2 separate regions of the Rattus norvegicus genome follow, and region 2 is linked to region 1. Evidence: chromatin contacts called from public Hi-C data. All regions are on one chromosome and are shown on one strand. Each heading gives the region's core, a stretch centred on a gene start, on an enhancer-like site or on the middle of the called end of the contact. The rest is flanking DNA. Distances are from core to core; before and after follow the strand shown. Region 1 overlaps Gcn1 (GCN1 activator of EIF2AK4). Region 2 holds the start of Gcn1 (GCN1 activator of EIF2AK4).

Region 1 (7,477 bases), core at 3,463-5,962:
CACAGACTTACCGCCCTGAGTCCTGCCAGGGCAAGGAGGGCATGGGAGCTGGGCCAATGCTTCCCAACTGTAGGACCAATGGGGCGGCACAGCCAGAGCCCCAGGGCCCCTGCAACAGCTGCTGCAGGAGAACAGGGCTCTGCATGGCCCCAGAAGCGGTCTGCTCTATCAGGGGACATCAGGGGACAAGCGGAGAAAGTGACTGAAGCTGAAGCAACTGGGGAAGGTCTGGGGCTCAGGGCAAACACATGCTCAAAACCCGTAAGACCTTGCTTGGTTTGACTCCAGAAATCAGCACCATAAACACTTCCTGACTCCCTGACTGCCAGAGCATCTGAAGGGGAGTGTTGCCCACACCCAGCTGGCAGCTGAACCAGTCACCCACACAACACAGAGAGAACAAGCGCAGACGAGAAGCAGTAGGCTCTGCAGTGCAGCCACTGACCCGCAGCCATACCTCGTCGTGGCCCAGCATGCCCAGCAGGAGTGAGACAATGTTTTTCCGGATGGCAGCATCCACTTTGGCGCCCGCACCCTGAATCACAAACCTGAGGGCCTGCAACATGGTGTCCCTAGGGAAGAAACGCACTGCCTTAATGAACCCCGGGCTCCCCGGGCTCCCCACCTCCTGCCTTCCATCTGCTCGGCATGGCCTGCAGACAGCGCTCCCGAGGCAGTGCCGTACCTTATACCTGGGTCCTCCACCACACGGATTCCATTGAGCAGCTCTGTAAAAAGGGGGTCCACCTTGATGTGGATGGAAATGAGTTTCCCTAGGGCATCCGCAGCCTTGAGGCGTACGCCCCGATTGGAGTCCTGCAGAGCTTTGGTGAAGGTGGTCTGAAGCTGGGGCAGGAAGGGCTTCAGGGCGATCCCGACCTGTGGGAGAATTGCCGTACCTGAAGTCAGGACTCAGACATCAAGGTCGTGGTACACTGACCTTGAACACCGGTGAGCTAGCCAAGCTCGCCCAGCCAGGAACAGACCGCTCTAAGCAGAGAAGACCCAGGGACACGCAGGAAAATCTGTCTGGCTGCTTCCATCTAAAGCGGTGGCTCTCGCCCTTCCTCACGCTGTGGCGACCCCAGCAACACAAGTTATGAAATTCCCACTTCATAGCTGTAATTCTGCTACTGTTACAAACGGTAACGTAAATCTGTGATATGCAGTCCCCGTGACCCCCATGAGGCCTCAATGTCAGGTTAAGAACTGCTAACTTTCAGCTGATGAGTAGAGGAGGCCGTGGCCCTTCCGTGGCCCTGGTTGCATGAGGCTGCAGCTTGTCTGCAAGGACGAGAACTCCAGCTTCTCTGAGCGCACCCACAGCAGGCTCAGAGGCTGCACAGCTCTAAGGTCTGCTCACAGAGCTACAGCACGACTCGGAACTGAGCCCGCTCCGTCTATGGTGCATTCCCTCTGCCTCTAGAGGACATCACATGTCGGTCTCCTGCGAATAGGTTAGAATCCTAAAATTCCTAACTTACTCACCTTGCCCAGCAAGAGGCTGAGTGTCTCCAGCAGGGCCGCCTTCACACTCCAGCTGAACCGGTCCCCAAGGATGCGAATCAGAGGGCCAGTGATGCTGACCACAGAGGGCCTCAGGGCATCGGCCGACGTCAGGCGGATCACCAAGCCCAAGGCCTTGGCTGCTTCTTCCTTTTGCTCAGGACTGCCTGTGAGGACTCCTTCCCGTAGCACTGGAAGGATGGAGGTTACTCCCTGACAAGAGAACCAGAGTTGAGAGTCTAGTCTCAAACACCCCAGGCCTACAAACTCCCCACCCTCAGCAAAGCACTCCAGCAGCCATCTTCTCTCCAACTCCATGAGTCAATAACGTGGCTGAGCCACAGTCACTGCCAAGAGGCTGGGACCTGACTGGAGGGTGGAGGACCCAACAGGCTGATAACACGAGACGTGCACAGCCGCCACCCCCGACCACTCACTGGCTGTGGCTGAGACGCTTCATAGCTTAAACCAAGGGCACTGTGAGCCCGGTCTGCAGGGGGCGCCACAGAGCAGCACCGAACGATGGGGCAAGACAGACAGACTGGCGGCGGCTGCAGCGTCCTATACCCCAGGCCCCGGCTCACCTTCTTTGGAAGGCAGAAGCCCGGCACATGCTCCCCTCGGCACTCGTTGCCTATGTAGCGGATTTCCTTATGGAATTCTTCGATCAGGGCCAGCTGGTTGCCGGCATCCAGCTTCTGTGAGGGTTGGGGGAAAGCACCAATGAGGCCAGACCTTCCTCTCGGGACATGGGGCAATGGGGGCGAGAAGGGCTGGCCTCAAGTCACCCGTGCTGAGGCTGGGTAACGGCAGCAGAGGCTCCATTTGGAACCATTTTACAAATGTCTGCAGCCTTCGGCCCCCTCAGGCACAGACCTGCAGTCCCTCCACTGGACGACTGAGGTGGGAACACCGCTTGAACCCAGGAGACGGACCCGGCACCGGCACCGGCACCCACAGACAGCAGAGGTCAGCAGCCTCACCTTAGTGATGGCGTTGAGAGCATCCCAGCTCTCCCCCAGAACCACAGGGCTGGAGTCATTGAAGAGGCGGATCAAGCCGGAGACCAGGCTGCGCAGGTGGCTGGTATAGTCAGCCTTGGAGCGGGAGCAGTACATGTTGAGGATGATGGCGGCGGCCTGCCTCATGCCCACCTCAGGGCTTCGAGTGGCCTCCAGCAGATCCTCAATGATGATCCGGTGCCCAGTGTCATCCTCTACCGAGAGGATGACAGCCTGACAGTTGGCCATCTCCTAAAAGCACAGGGAATGCGTGCACTGAGCGTGGAGTCTCCAAGTCAGCAAGGGCAGCTGTGGCAGCCCTGGAAGAGCTAGAGGAGCAGCCATGTTGCCGTACCAGCTGCTCGTCTGGAGTCCCAAGCTTTTCCTTCAGCGCTAACATGACTGCTGGGAGAATCACACCAAGGTGACGCGTCAGAGCATCGCCAGCCACAGATGAGAGGAAAGCCAGCACCCGGGTGTTGACAGGTGGTGTCGTCAGCTGGGGAACAGAGACAGTGTCATCCTGACAGCAATTACAGACTGGGGTCTAGGAGAAAGGACCAAGGGAGCCCACTCCCCACTCTGCCTAAGGGAGCCCACTCCCCACACTAAGGGAGGCCACTCCCTGGCTCTGACCTGAGGGCCTGCTCCCACACATCTTGAAAGACAAAGGAGTACCTGAGCTCCTTGATGTACCTTGCCAGACCCACCATTGCACATGCACAGAAGCCCCTGGACTGGGGTGTGTGCGGTGTGTGGAGATTTACCTTGGGTACCAGATAGGGCAGCACCACACGGCTCTTAACGGCCATGACCTGCTTCAGACCATCCAGGGCGAATTCTGACACCTCCTCGTCATCCTGAGAGGAGCATGGGGAGGACTGAGGAGCTGGCTCCGACCGCATCCCTGCTGCCAGGATGCCTCCCCCACTCACCTCCCTGTCACCCATATTTACTTACTGTTCAAGGACAGGCACAAAGCCACATCAGATCTTGTGGCACCCACTCCCTTGCAGAGCCCAAATTCCTGCCATCTTGCGATCTCCCCTGTGTTTCGCTGTCGCACACAGTAAAGGCCACATTGGTCGGTGTGAGGGAGACCCACTCACCAGCTGCTTCAGCAGGAACGGGAGAATGTCCTCCAAAGCCTGGTGGCCAATGGTGGAGTGCAGCTGCTCAAAGGTTTTGGCCGCCGCCTCCCGGACCTCCTCCAGGGGATCACATAGTGCCTTCCGTGCCGTGGGCACAAGGGACTCAGAGAAATAGAGCACCTACAACAAGCCAAGCATAGGCATGTGGCCGGGACCCCAGCTCAGCCAGATCCCTGTGCTAGACCATTCTATCGACTCTGACCATGAAACTGAAGTACAAAAAGACAGAGAGCACCTGAGCAGCCCAGGAGCCCCTCACCGAGAATTAGTAACTAAAAATTCACGTAATCGCTAAGTCCCAGTTGCTTCCTGTCTTCTACAGAACTCCACAGACCACAGCAGGAGCTCCAAGACCTGCCCTCCAGCTCTCTTGGAAAGACGAGTTCCTCGGTCTGACCTCTAAACCAAACGCTTCCTGTGCTAGAAAATCTTTAGTCTCCAATAGGCCTGGTGAGGGCTCTGTGCCCAGGAAACACGACCCTCCTGCCTCTGCCACCCTCCCCCAGGGAGGCGGCACACACATGGAGTCTAACGCACTGAGGGACGCAGTGAGGAGAGTCGTCTCTGGCTTCCTAAGGCCTCTTGCTGAGATTTTAGCTGAGGACACATTCTGCACACGGTGGGTAACGCACTCTGGTGACTACACCCTCCAGAGTGAGCCATTCGTCCCCCACGGCTGCAGACCCTGTAAAGGTACTCACAGCATCCCGGCTGGTGGACTTCATGATCTCGCTGAGCCCGATGCACACGCCCTGCCTCTCATCGCTCTTCTGAGACCTTAGCCCTTCTTCGAGGATGGGGATGATCTCAGGGAGGATCTTCTCCCCCAGCTTCCGGACAAGATCTCCCAACGTCCTGGCTGCAATCTGTCAGCACAGAGGGAGTCAGCAGCACACCCAGTCTCTGCCAACCCAGGGAGCCCAGACAGCAATTCCAGAATGAGGCTCTGCAGCTCAGAGGCCACACCTGAGCGGTCACCTCCTTAGATGACACTGAACGCACAGCGAAAATGAAGCTACTGCTGCCTGCCACTGTGCCTATGATTCTAGTGTGGGAGAGGCTAGAGCAGGGAACTGGCTGCCCTGAGTTCAAGGCCAGCCTCAGACAAAGATTCTGTCTAAACCAAACAAAAGAGAACAAAACAAAATGGGCAGGAAGATGGCTCAGTGCCAAGAGCCCTGACTCACTGCTCTTCTGAAAGACCCTTGTTTGGTGCCCAGCTCCAGGGGACCCAACACCCTCACTTGTCTTCTGTGGGCACCTATGCTCACGTCTATGTTCTCACACACACATTATCACTTACACATGATTCAAAAACCAACCAAACAACCAAACAACAGCTCTATCTTTAAGGCTGTGTGGTGGAGACCAGGCATGGTGGCCCATGCTGTAATCCAGCACTGGGAATGTTGAGGGAGGAGGACCGTGAGTTTGAGGTTAGCCTGCACAATCCTTGTCCCAAAAATAAACCATAAACACTTACATAAACAAAACAGACCAGGTCCGTCTCACATGCATGCACAGCACAAGTGTCAGCCTTACACCCCACATGAAGCTCACCAGAGTGGACAGAAAGCCAGGCTTCCTGCTCAGCCAACACCTAGCCCAGTGCTTTTGCTCAAAAGGAACTAATTTGTAACAAACGACTTAAGGACAAAGATTAACTTTGGCTTGAGGCATCACACCAACTCTTCTTTAAAGCTGAATACACACTGGCTTACCAAGGCCAGCAACCGGAAGTGGGCCAAAGGGGACGAGCAGGGTGAATTCAGTCCAGCCTGGGCGCATCCTCCTCACCTGACCGTCTCTCTCCGCCCAGCCGGCTCACCTCACACAGCGCAGCTCCTCCCCATGGACCCCCCCAGCTACAGTGGCCTGGCCCTGGCTTTCCCTAAGCCACGTACACCCTGCTCCCCACAGGGCCAGCGCAGCTGATGCAGGTCGTCTGACAGGTCCCACTGAAGCTGTCTTCGCTTTCCCACCTCCCCAGCTGGGCAGCGCTCACTAACTTCATCTTCAGACCACTTCTGAGAAGCGTCGGGACCTCTCTGGGCCACAGGTCTTACTGTAGGTGTGAGTGCTTGTGAGCTGCACTTGCCACAAGCACATCTGACACATGCCTGTGACTACCAGACTGATAAATACCTCATTAAAAGTGAGGGAGATTCCTTTCCTTGCCACTGTGTCCATGAGAGTGGGCCCCAGTGTGGCACATAGCGAGTATTTGCTGAATGGCTGAAGAACTAGTTAATGTTGCCCTGCTACATAGAGGATGCCCACCCATGTTCCCCTCCAGCTCCCCAAGCTCTGAGAGGACGAGCTTAGGGCTGGGGCGCGGCCAGGCCCAGCAAACTCACCGTTCTCTTATCTGCACACGTGCTAGCCAGGAAACCCAGCAGCAGACCAAAGAGAGTGGGCAGGATCTCTCGCAGGGTGCGGGGAGTGTTGGAAACGACAATCTTCCACACGTGCAGTGACGCCTGCCTCACCACCAGCTGGGTGTCTGAGCGGCCCATATAGAGCCCTGCCAGGACCCGGTTCCGCCGATCGACCCCCAGGGCCGTGATGATTGCCTGTGACCCACAGAGGGAGACAGAGAATACAGGGTGAGGCCTCCAGAGCATGGCGTCAGGGCTTGCACTCCATAGCTGTGAGGAAGAAGCCAGCGCCAGGCCCTCACCTTGTTAGACTGAGCAGTTCCAAAGTTATCATCCTCAGAGGCTGTTTCTGTGGTCATTTTCCCAGTGACCCCAGAGATGTGGAACAGGAGGTCCCCAAGGAGTTGAACAGAGCTGAACCTGAGGCCAAGAGCAGAGTCATACAGCCTCAGGGACAGTGTTAGGGTAGGGTCCATTACTGCACAGAAGATGACTTCAAGGGAATGTACCGCAAACACCCATGGTGGCGATCTTAAGACAAGCATCATCTGGTCACAGATCCTTATGCTGTTGCTTCTTCCTTTATTTTTTTTGAGACAGGTTTCTCTGTGTAGCCCTGGCTGTCCTAGAACCCACTTTGTAGACCAGGTTGGCCTTAGACTCACAGAGACCCGCCACCTCTACTTCCTGAGTGCTGAGATTAAAGCCATGCGCAGCCACATCTGGTGCCTCACGCACTTTCTACTAGTGCTACTTCTGTCACGGGGAAAAGGACTGGACACTATTCATCAGTGAGCACTTGCCCAACATGCAGAATACCCTGAGCTCAACCCCTGTACACCACACACGCACACACACGCATGCACACATACACCACATACACACACACACACACGCATGCACACACACACACACACACACCACACACATGCACACACCACACACATGCACACTCGAGCACACATGCACACATACACATGCACACTCTCGCACACACACACATGCACACACACACCACACATACACCACACACACACACACACACACACGCATGCACACACACACACACACACACCACACACACCAAAACAGAGGATTAAACTTTTTTTTTTTGGTTCTTTTTTTCGGAGCTGGGGACTGAACCCCGGGCCTTGCGCTTCCTAGGCAAGCGCTCTACCACTGAGCTAAATCCCCAGCCCCCAAACTTATTTTTAAAGTATGTATGGAGGCTCAGTGGTTAGAGCACTGGCTGCTCCTGCAGAGCACCCACACGACGGTTTACAACCATCCATAACTCTAGTTCTGGAGGATCCAATGTCTTCTTCTGATCTCTTTGGCACTAGACACACACATGGTGTACAGACGCCATGGGAAAACACTCATGCACGTAAAGTAGGTAACTTTTATAACATGGAAGAGCACGTATGATCCAGGGAGGACG
Region 2 (7,477 bases), core at 1,745-4,244, 47 kb after region 1:
ACACAACGTTTCAGCAGACGTGACAAACGCTGAGGGTGTACGTGTGCACAGAGTGTGCACAGGCACTTGTCATCGGACGCTGCCTCTGTGCGTTATGGGATTTTCAGCAGCATTTCTCAGCTCCACCCACTAGTCACAGCCAGAAGCCCATTCTCCTCCTGCCCCAGTTGTGACAATCAATTCTCTAGACACTGTAGAATCTCCAGGCTCAGGGAACAAAAAACACCCTCAATGTGGATACACTATTTTAATCCAGTCAACATGCCTTTCTTGAACTTGAAGAAGGAAAGCCAAATTCAAAAACCTCTAGACAGAACATATCCTTTCAGAAATATCCCAAATATATACCCCTGGTTGATGACTGTGGGTGAGATGTGAGCACTGGAAGGCAGCCCCACACCCACGCACACGTCAGCAGCATTAACTCGACCAAATATCAAAGCTAAGGACCAAACGCTAAAGGAGACAATGGACCCATAAGCCAGGAGTCTGACGTCCACGCACAGCATGGTATGGGTACACAAGAGCAGAGTCATGTGCACATGCAAGGTAAAGACACTTCTTTTTACAGGGGAGGGGCTGGGAAGATGGCTGAGAGGGTAAGAGCGCGTGCTGCTCAGGCAGAATACTGAGGTTCCGTTCTCAGCACCGACAGACACGGCTGCTCACAACCATCTGTAACTCCAGTTCCAGGGGACCCGACACCCTCTTCTGGCCTCTGCAGACACACAGAGTGCACAGTCAGTCAGTCAGGAGCTCACACACACACAGGAAATGAGATTTAAGTGAACATGAATGTGAAAGGGTCTGCCCTGGGCACTCGGGAGGGAGAGGGAGAACTGGAGTGGGTATGATCAAGATACACTATATACACTAGACAGTCTAACAGAACAAACAAAAAGATCAAGCCAGGTGCGGTCGCATATACCTTTAATCTCTGCGGGAGGCAGAAGAATTTCAGTGAGTTCAAGGCCTGCCTGGTCTACATAGAGACCCTGTCGAAAATGAATGAATGAGGGGTTGGGGATTTAGCTCAGTGGTAGAGCGCTTGCCTAGGAAGCGCAAGGCCCTGGGTTCGGTCCCCAGCTCCGAAAAAAAGAACCAAAAAAAAAAAAAAAAAGAAAATGAATGAATGACGGTACTTTTTTTTTTTTCAAGTTGTCATGGTTTGAATATGATTGGCCAAGGGAATGGCACTATTTAGAGGTGTGGTCTTGTTGGGTAGGTGTATCACTGTGGGCGTGGGCTTTAAGACCCTCATCCTAGCTGCCTGAAAGCCAGTCTTCTCCTAGTAGCCTCCAGATGAAAATGTAGAACTCTCAGCTCCTCCTGCACCAGGCCTGCCTGGATGCTACCATGTTCCCGCCTTGATGATAATGGACTGAACCTCTGAACCTGTAAGCCAGCCCCAATTAAATGTCGTCCTTATAAGAGTTGCCTTGGGGGCTGGGGATTTAGCTCAGTGGTAGAGCGCTTACCTAGGAAGCGCAAGGCCCTGGGTTCGGTCCCCAGCTCCGAAAAAAAAAAAAGAACCAAAAAAAAAAAAAAAAAAAAGAGTTGCCTTGATCATGGTGTCTGTTCACAGCAGTAAAACCCTAACTAAGACACATGTAAACCATACCTCAAAAACCCTGAAAACAAATATAAAGCAAACAAACAAAATAACTGATTATGATCCCAGGAAACAATTATTCTACTTAGGCAGAGATCTAGAACTAACCAGAACTAAAAATGTTATTTCTGATTTTAGATTAAGTAAGTTTAAGAACAACGGACAAGCTCTCTCCAACCACGCTCAGAAGCTACTTTCTGTATACTTCCCACCTGACCCAGATAAACCGAACTCTAGGTAAGATGGGCAAGATGTGGGCTCTTGGGAGGCCGGCTGTGTACCCAGCAGGCCCTCCCTTTCTGAGGTCACACTCTGACCTCCCAGGGAGAACGCAGGACCCTGGCCATTCTGGCAGAAGAGAAGCACACACAGCTGAAGGGGGAGACTATGAAGCTGGACCCCGATTCTGCTCTCACTAGCTGTGGACACCAGCTCAAACAACGTCAGCTCTGATCTCCAGTTTCTCCAACCACGGCAGTTAACAGCTCTTACCTCACGGGACTAGCATGTCGACCAGTGCATTCTCATTGAAAGCACAAAATTGCCTGCCATTGATAAGCCTGTAGGGGCAGCATCAACAGACCCGCCTCTCACTTCCACAACACAAGTGAAGCCAATGGCCACAGCATCTGTGTTCTCAAAACTAACCCTGAAAACAAACAGATCCGCAAAAGGGCACCAACATGCCCAGAGCCCCCATCATCTGAGTTAGCATTTTGTGAACATTCTTAGAAACCAGGGAAAACCTGCTCCTGGGCCTCAGTCTGCAAACTTCCTGCGAGGCGATCTTGCTCAGAGTGGGGAAGAGGACATTGTTTTTGAGGGCAGTTCATTCACAGGAAGTTTAAATCAGTAACTTGAGTCAAGGGCGAAGAACAATGCTTTCCTTTCAGGTTTCTTTTGGAGAAGGCAGGCATGAGTGTGGAGATTAGGGAACAACTTGTGGGAGTTCCACAAAGTGGGTCCTGGGTATTGGGTCTGCCAGCTTTCTCCTTAATGTTAAATTCCTGGTCTAATTCTCTCAGCAATGAACTGTCCAAACTTATAAACTATTTCTTGTTTTGATTTTTTTTTGGGGGGGGGGGTTCTGGTTTTCTTGAGACGTAGTCTCTCTACATGGCCCTGGCTGTTCTGGAACTCACTACATAGTTCAAGCTGGCCTTGAACTCAGAGATTTGCCTGCATTCGAGTGCTGGGAGTGAGGGAATGTGGCCACATTCCTGGCTTGCTTCAGTTATTTTAAGCTTCCATTGTTTTTACTTTCATTCAGGCAAAGAGCCCAGGAACTCCAGGTCCATCCCCCAAGTCTGAGCCTAGCCAGCACTTCTGTTGTCACCTCCACTATCCCCATGGAGCATGGAGGTGCTCGCACTGGGACTCTTGATCTTTGTTTACTGCCACCTGGCCTTGTACCCAGAGCCCACCGCACTCTCCGTCCCTCCAATAGCCCAGGTTTATATTAAGCCAGCAGCAGTGGCTGCTGTTGGAACTGCACGTAAACACTGCCGATCTCCATTTAGTGAACCCTGCTCCTTATTCCACCCAGCGTACCTATTTCCCCGGAGTTAATAATTGCCCTTCCCACGACCATGCTTGCTGTGTTTTTCCTAATCTTATTAATTATTCAACTCAAACTCTTGGTTGTGTGTCTTCATTCCAGAAAATTCTGCCCTTCATCGGGAAGGAGTCTCCCCGAGCTTTCTGTCCTTCCCCAGTTTGGCAGGCAATCCCTTGGGTGGAGGCATGTAAGGTAACCATCCCAGCATCTGTGACAAGGTTCTAGCCTCATATTCGAGTTTGTCATGACCGAGAATTCTATGCTGAAATCACTGTCCCTCAGAATCCCGAAGCGACTGTATTTCTCCGCTGAATGCTAACCTTTGGCTGGGGCTGGAAAGACCAAAGCCATCCCAGCATATTTTGTTCAGACGTGGTCGGTCGCACTATGTACCTAAGCAGGCCTCCAACTCTAATCCTCCTGTGTTGGGGCTCTAGGAATGCCTGGGTTCTGCCTTCATCTTTTGGAAGGGACACCAGGTTTTCTTTCTACAAGCTTCTGGGTCTTTTTTTTCCCCCACAGTTCTGAAATTTCATGGTCATTTGCTCTGTTGTGAGGCTATTTTATCTGTGGTGCTGACAAGTCCAGTCCAGTCTAGAAACAACTCCATTAGTCCGGGGAAAGCTGGTCCCATTGGCTTCACTTTTCTAAGGCTCGGCAATGTATTTCAGGTTGGTTCCTGAGTTTCCTAGCTCACGGGTCAGGACTCCTTTCCTTCAGTGCTCAAAAACCTGTATCTCACAGGGCGGTGGTGATACACACCTTTGGAGGCAGAAGCAGATCTCTGAGTCTAAGGCCAGCCTGGTCTACAGAGTCCAGTAAAGCCAGGGCTACATGGAGAAACCCTGTCTCAAAAACCAACCAACCAAACTGTATTTCTTCTCACTCTCTGGCTTCCAAACTTTTCTACTGTTGCTATGTTCTTCATTCCCCCCCCCACCCCCATGCCCTCATCCATTTGTTGGGTCTGCTTTCACTGCGCTAGGGGTCAAACACAAGGCTTCATACAGGTCAGACACATAGTCTATCCCTGAGCCTTGCCCTCAGCCCTAAAATACCTTGTAGGAGGAATGCCAGGGATAGAACCTAGGGTCTTGTGGATGCTGGCCAAGTCCTCTGCCACTGAGTCACCCACAGCCTGGAGTGGATGCATGTGTATGTGTGTGTGTACTACACGCCTGTTCAGATGCTCATATGCCATGGAGTGTGAGAGAGAGAGAGAGAGAGAGAGAGTGTGTGTGTGTGTGTGTGTGTGTGTGTGCACGCGCGCGCGCGCGCGCGCACGAGATCAGGGGACAGCTTTCGGGAATCAGTTCTCTCCTTCCACCAAGGATACAGGGGTCAAACTCTGCTCATTAACATCACCAAGCACTTTTGCCCAATAGGCCATCTTGCTGGCCCTGTATTATAATTTTTTAAATCCTTTACCAACCTCAATGAGGGCTGAGGGAAAAGGAAAAACAGATGACATATATACTACTCTCTGTCTTCCAATATAGTAACAGTAAACTTCTATTTTTTTTTTTTTTCTTTTCTGAGACAAGGTCTTCTCGAAGTGTAGTCCTGGATAACCTGGAATTTACAGACATCCTCTTGCCTCTGCCTCCCAAGTGCTGGGATAAAGGAAAAAAAAAAATCAGATGCTACCACATAGGGCAACAACAGAGCATTAAACCTATGGTGCTAGTTCTCTCGCCAATATCCAGGAAACTTTTCATACTCAAAAAGGAAGTCAAGGCTCTTCTCTTAATCAGAAGTCATGAGGCTGGGAGGAGCCTGTCCTATAATCCCTTGCCCAGCAAGCATGAGGCCCTGGGCTGGATCCCCAACATCGCAAAGGAAAATATGAAGTTACCCAGTGGGAACCTTGTCACAAGATGGAGGAAGAATATGCTAAGTGCCCTTACACTGGATGTTGGAAAGATCAGCTGTCACGCCTTCCAAGTTCACAGGGGTCTCCGTAGACATCACTGCCCGAGAAAGAGGACTTTCCCTGAAATGACAGGCTAATACATCAGCCCCTGCCCTTATGTGGCTGCTGTGAGGAACTGAAGGGCAATGCGCTTGAAGCATTGGCTTTTTAATTTCATTTAATTCTGACAACTTAAGTAGGCCTTATGGCGTTGCTGTTTTGACAACACACCTAAGGGTGACCTACTACTGAATAACCCAACTCTAGAGAAAGGATTCTTAAAGCCCTGAGTGTCGGTGTCAGAACGTCCAGAAGTGACTTCCCTTCTTAGGATTCACTACACTGCAGCTTTAAACAAATTACTGAACCCTTGTACAGGAGACCCTTGCAAAATACCTTTTCAACGTTCAGGTTAAATGTCCCCTCTTTGGTTGACCTTGGGGATCAAACATAAAAATCGATTAATCTCACCGCAGAGACCCAAACTGTCTTTTAAATCAGGGTAACCCCCACATTAGGGAGTTACAGGCAAGATGGCTACAAGTTCAAAGCCAACTTAACTATATGTTGTTTTGTTTGCTTGTCTGCTTGTTTTTCAAGACAGGGTCTGTGTAGCTGAGGCTGCCTGGAACTAGACCAGGCTGGACTGGAACTCACAGAGATCCACCTGTCCCTCTGCCTTCCAAGTCTGGGAGTAAAGAAGTATTGCCACTACTGCCTGGCCTTGATCTACTGTTTTGAAAGCGGAGGATGGGATGGGGACATGGAGAAAAAATTATGTCTCTTCTTTTTTTTTTTTTCTTTTTCTTTTTCTTCTGTTTTTCGGAGCTGGGGACCGAACCCAGGGCCTTGTGCTCTCTAGGCAAGAGCTCTACCGCTGAGCTAAATCCCCAACCCCATATGTCTCTTCTTTATTGTCTTTTCACCCTTCCACAAGCCTACAAAAGGGGATGAGATGGTGGAGGTGCAATCTCAACGCCTCCCAGAACTGCAATGTACCCACAGGTGTTATCACACAAAGGTGTCAAGATGCTTCCCAAGTGAAGACATTCTGGAATCTCATCCGGGACCCAGTAACACCCAGCAGACCACACGGGACCCTACTACTTTGTCTCACGAAATCTTCCCAGCAGCCCTTTTAAATAGATATTATCTCAACACCATTCTATATATAAAAAGACTGAGACCTGGAGGAGTGATGTCATTTATCTAATGCCTTAGCGAAACCAACGAGCCAGAGACTCGACTCCGAATCCGTATGGACATAAAGGCTACACTCCAAGCGCGGGCACAGAGTGGGGGCGGGGGGCGCTCTGCACCGCCCCGCGGGCTCTGGAGAACCGTGGCAGATTCCGAGTGGAAGCTCTGCAACCGCCGGGACCCGAACACACCCAGCAGAGCGCCAGCTGCCCTGAGGCCAAGCGGATGGCAAGATCCTCGAGCCCAGGGTCGCTCTGCCCGCCCAGGCCGCTCCGAGCCTCGAGCGGTGACGAGCCGGTCCCCTGCCGCCTCCTTCTGCGCCCTCCACGGCCGTCGGCACCGCAGCCTCCGCCCGAGCCATCTCGCCCCCGCCACCCGCGCTCGGGCCCCGCCGCCTGCCGCGTTGGCCCAGCAGTCGCCCGCCTCACCTGCGTGTCCGCCGCCATCCTGCCGGCGCCCACTCCGGAACCGCTTCCGGAGCGCTTCCGGGTCACAGCGGGGCCCACGCGGCAAGGGGAGGCCTGGCGCCCCCGGGCGGGAGGGCGGTCGCAGGTCGCGCGCTGCAGCCCGGGGACGCTGGCTGTCCTCAGCCCGGCATCCTCGGCGATTCCCGGTCCAGCCCCAACAACCCCATCGGGGAGTTCCTCCAGGCACCGCGTGCTTTCACGGAGCCACTGAATGCTGTTTCCTAGGCTCCGGGAAAGAGCTGCAGTCTAGAGAAGACTTGTTAGAGCACGGGGGAGGGATACAGGGATGCCCGGAGAATTGCTGCGCGGTCCTTCTGGGAGCCTTGGCTACAGTCCGCTGGGGACAGGGGTGAGCTTTGGAGAATGATTTAACTTTTTAAAATTTATTATAGACACACCAGGAGAGGGCATCAGATATCATTACAGATGTGGTTGCTGGTATTTGAACTCAGGACCGCTGGAAGAGCAGGCAGTGTTCTTTAACTGCTGAGCCATCTCTCTAGCCCCTTTACTACAGACTCTAGAGTATGCTTTGAGAATGCGGGTCTCCAGGCTTCTTTAACCCTGAGCAGTGACAACTGTTGACAGAGAATTAAAACTATACAGACCTGTAGTGAATGACCCACACAAGATTTATGACAGCAATAGGGCGTAGCATTTTCAGTCTTCACCTACTTAAAGAGCTCCAGGTTCTAGAATCCTGAGCTTTTCAGAGACTTGACACTTAA

The links. A called contact is a pair of places that touch in the nucleus more often than the background predicts.
Region 2: a contact with region 1 is called in a Hi-C map of Schwann cells, with 2.5 times the contacts expected there. The contact joins two enhancer-like sites. A contact is called at or near these places in 6 of 12 Hi-C or Micro-C datasets (the A7r5 cell line, Schwann cells, frontal cortex and 3 more).

The regions. Positions count from the first base shown.
Region 1 is chr12:46,657,804-46,665,280 of GRCr8, forward strand. It overlaps Gcn1 (GCN1 activator of EIF2AK4), which reads right to left. Exons shown (of 58, transcript NM_001168664.1): 43 at 6,339-6,456; 44 at 6,016-6,231; 45 at 4,360-4,524; 46 at 3,617-3,778; 47 at 3,275-3,367; 48 at 2,863-3,006; 49 at 2,490-2,759; 50 at 2,091-2,204; 51 at 1,489-1,719; 52 at 686-879; 53 at 458-572. Among named protein-coding and RNA genes, the nearest start is that of Rab35, 20 kb to the left of the region's middle. Within about 2 kb of position 4,713, at least 2 of the 93 cell types and tissues checked have an H3K27ac peak or open chromatin away from gene starts, as enhancers often do. A contact at or near this core is called in Schwann cells, where this site is marked.
Region 2 is chr12:46,706,562-46,714,038 of GRCr8, forward strand. Gcn1 (GCN1 activator of EIF2AK4) reads right to left here and starts at 6,728. Exons shown (of 58, transcript NM_001168664.1): 1 at 6,711-6,728. The coding sequence starts at 6,728. Within about 2 kb of position 2,995, at least 4 of the 93 cell types and tissues checked have an H3K27ac peak or open chromatin away from gene starts, as enhancers often do. A contact at or near this core is called in Schwann cells, where this site is marked.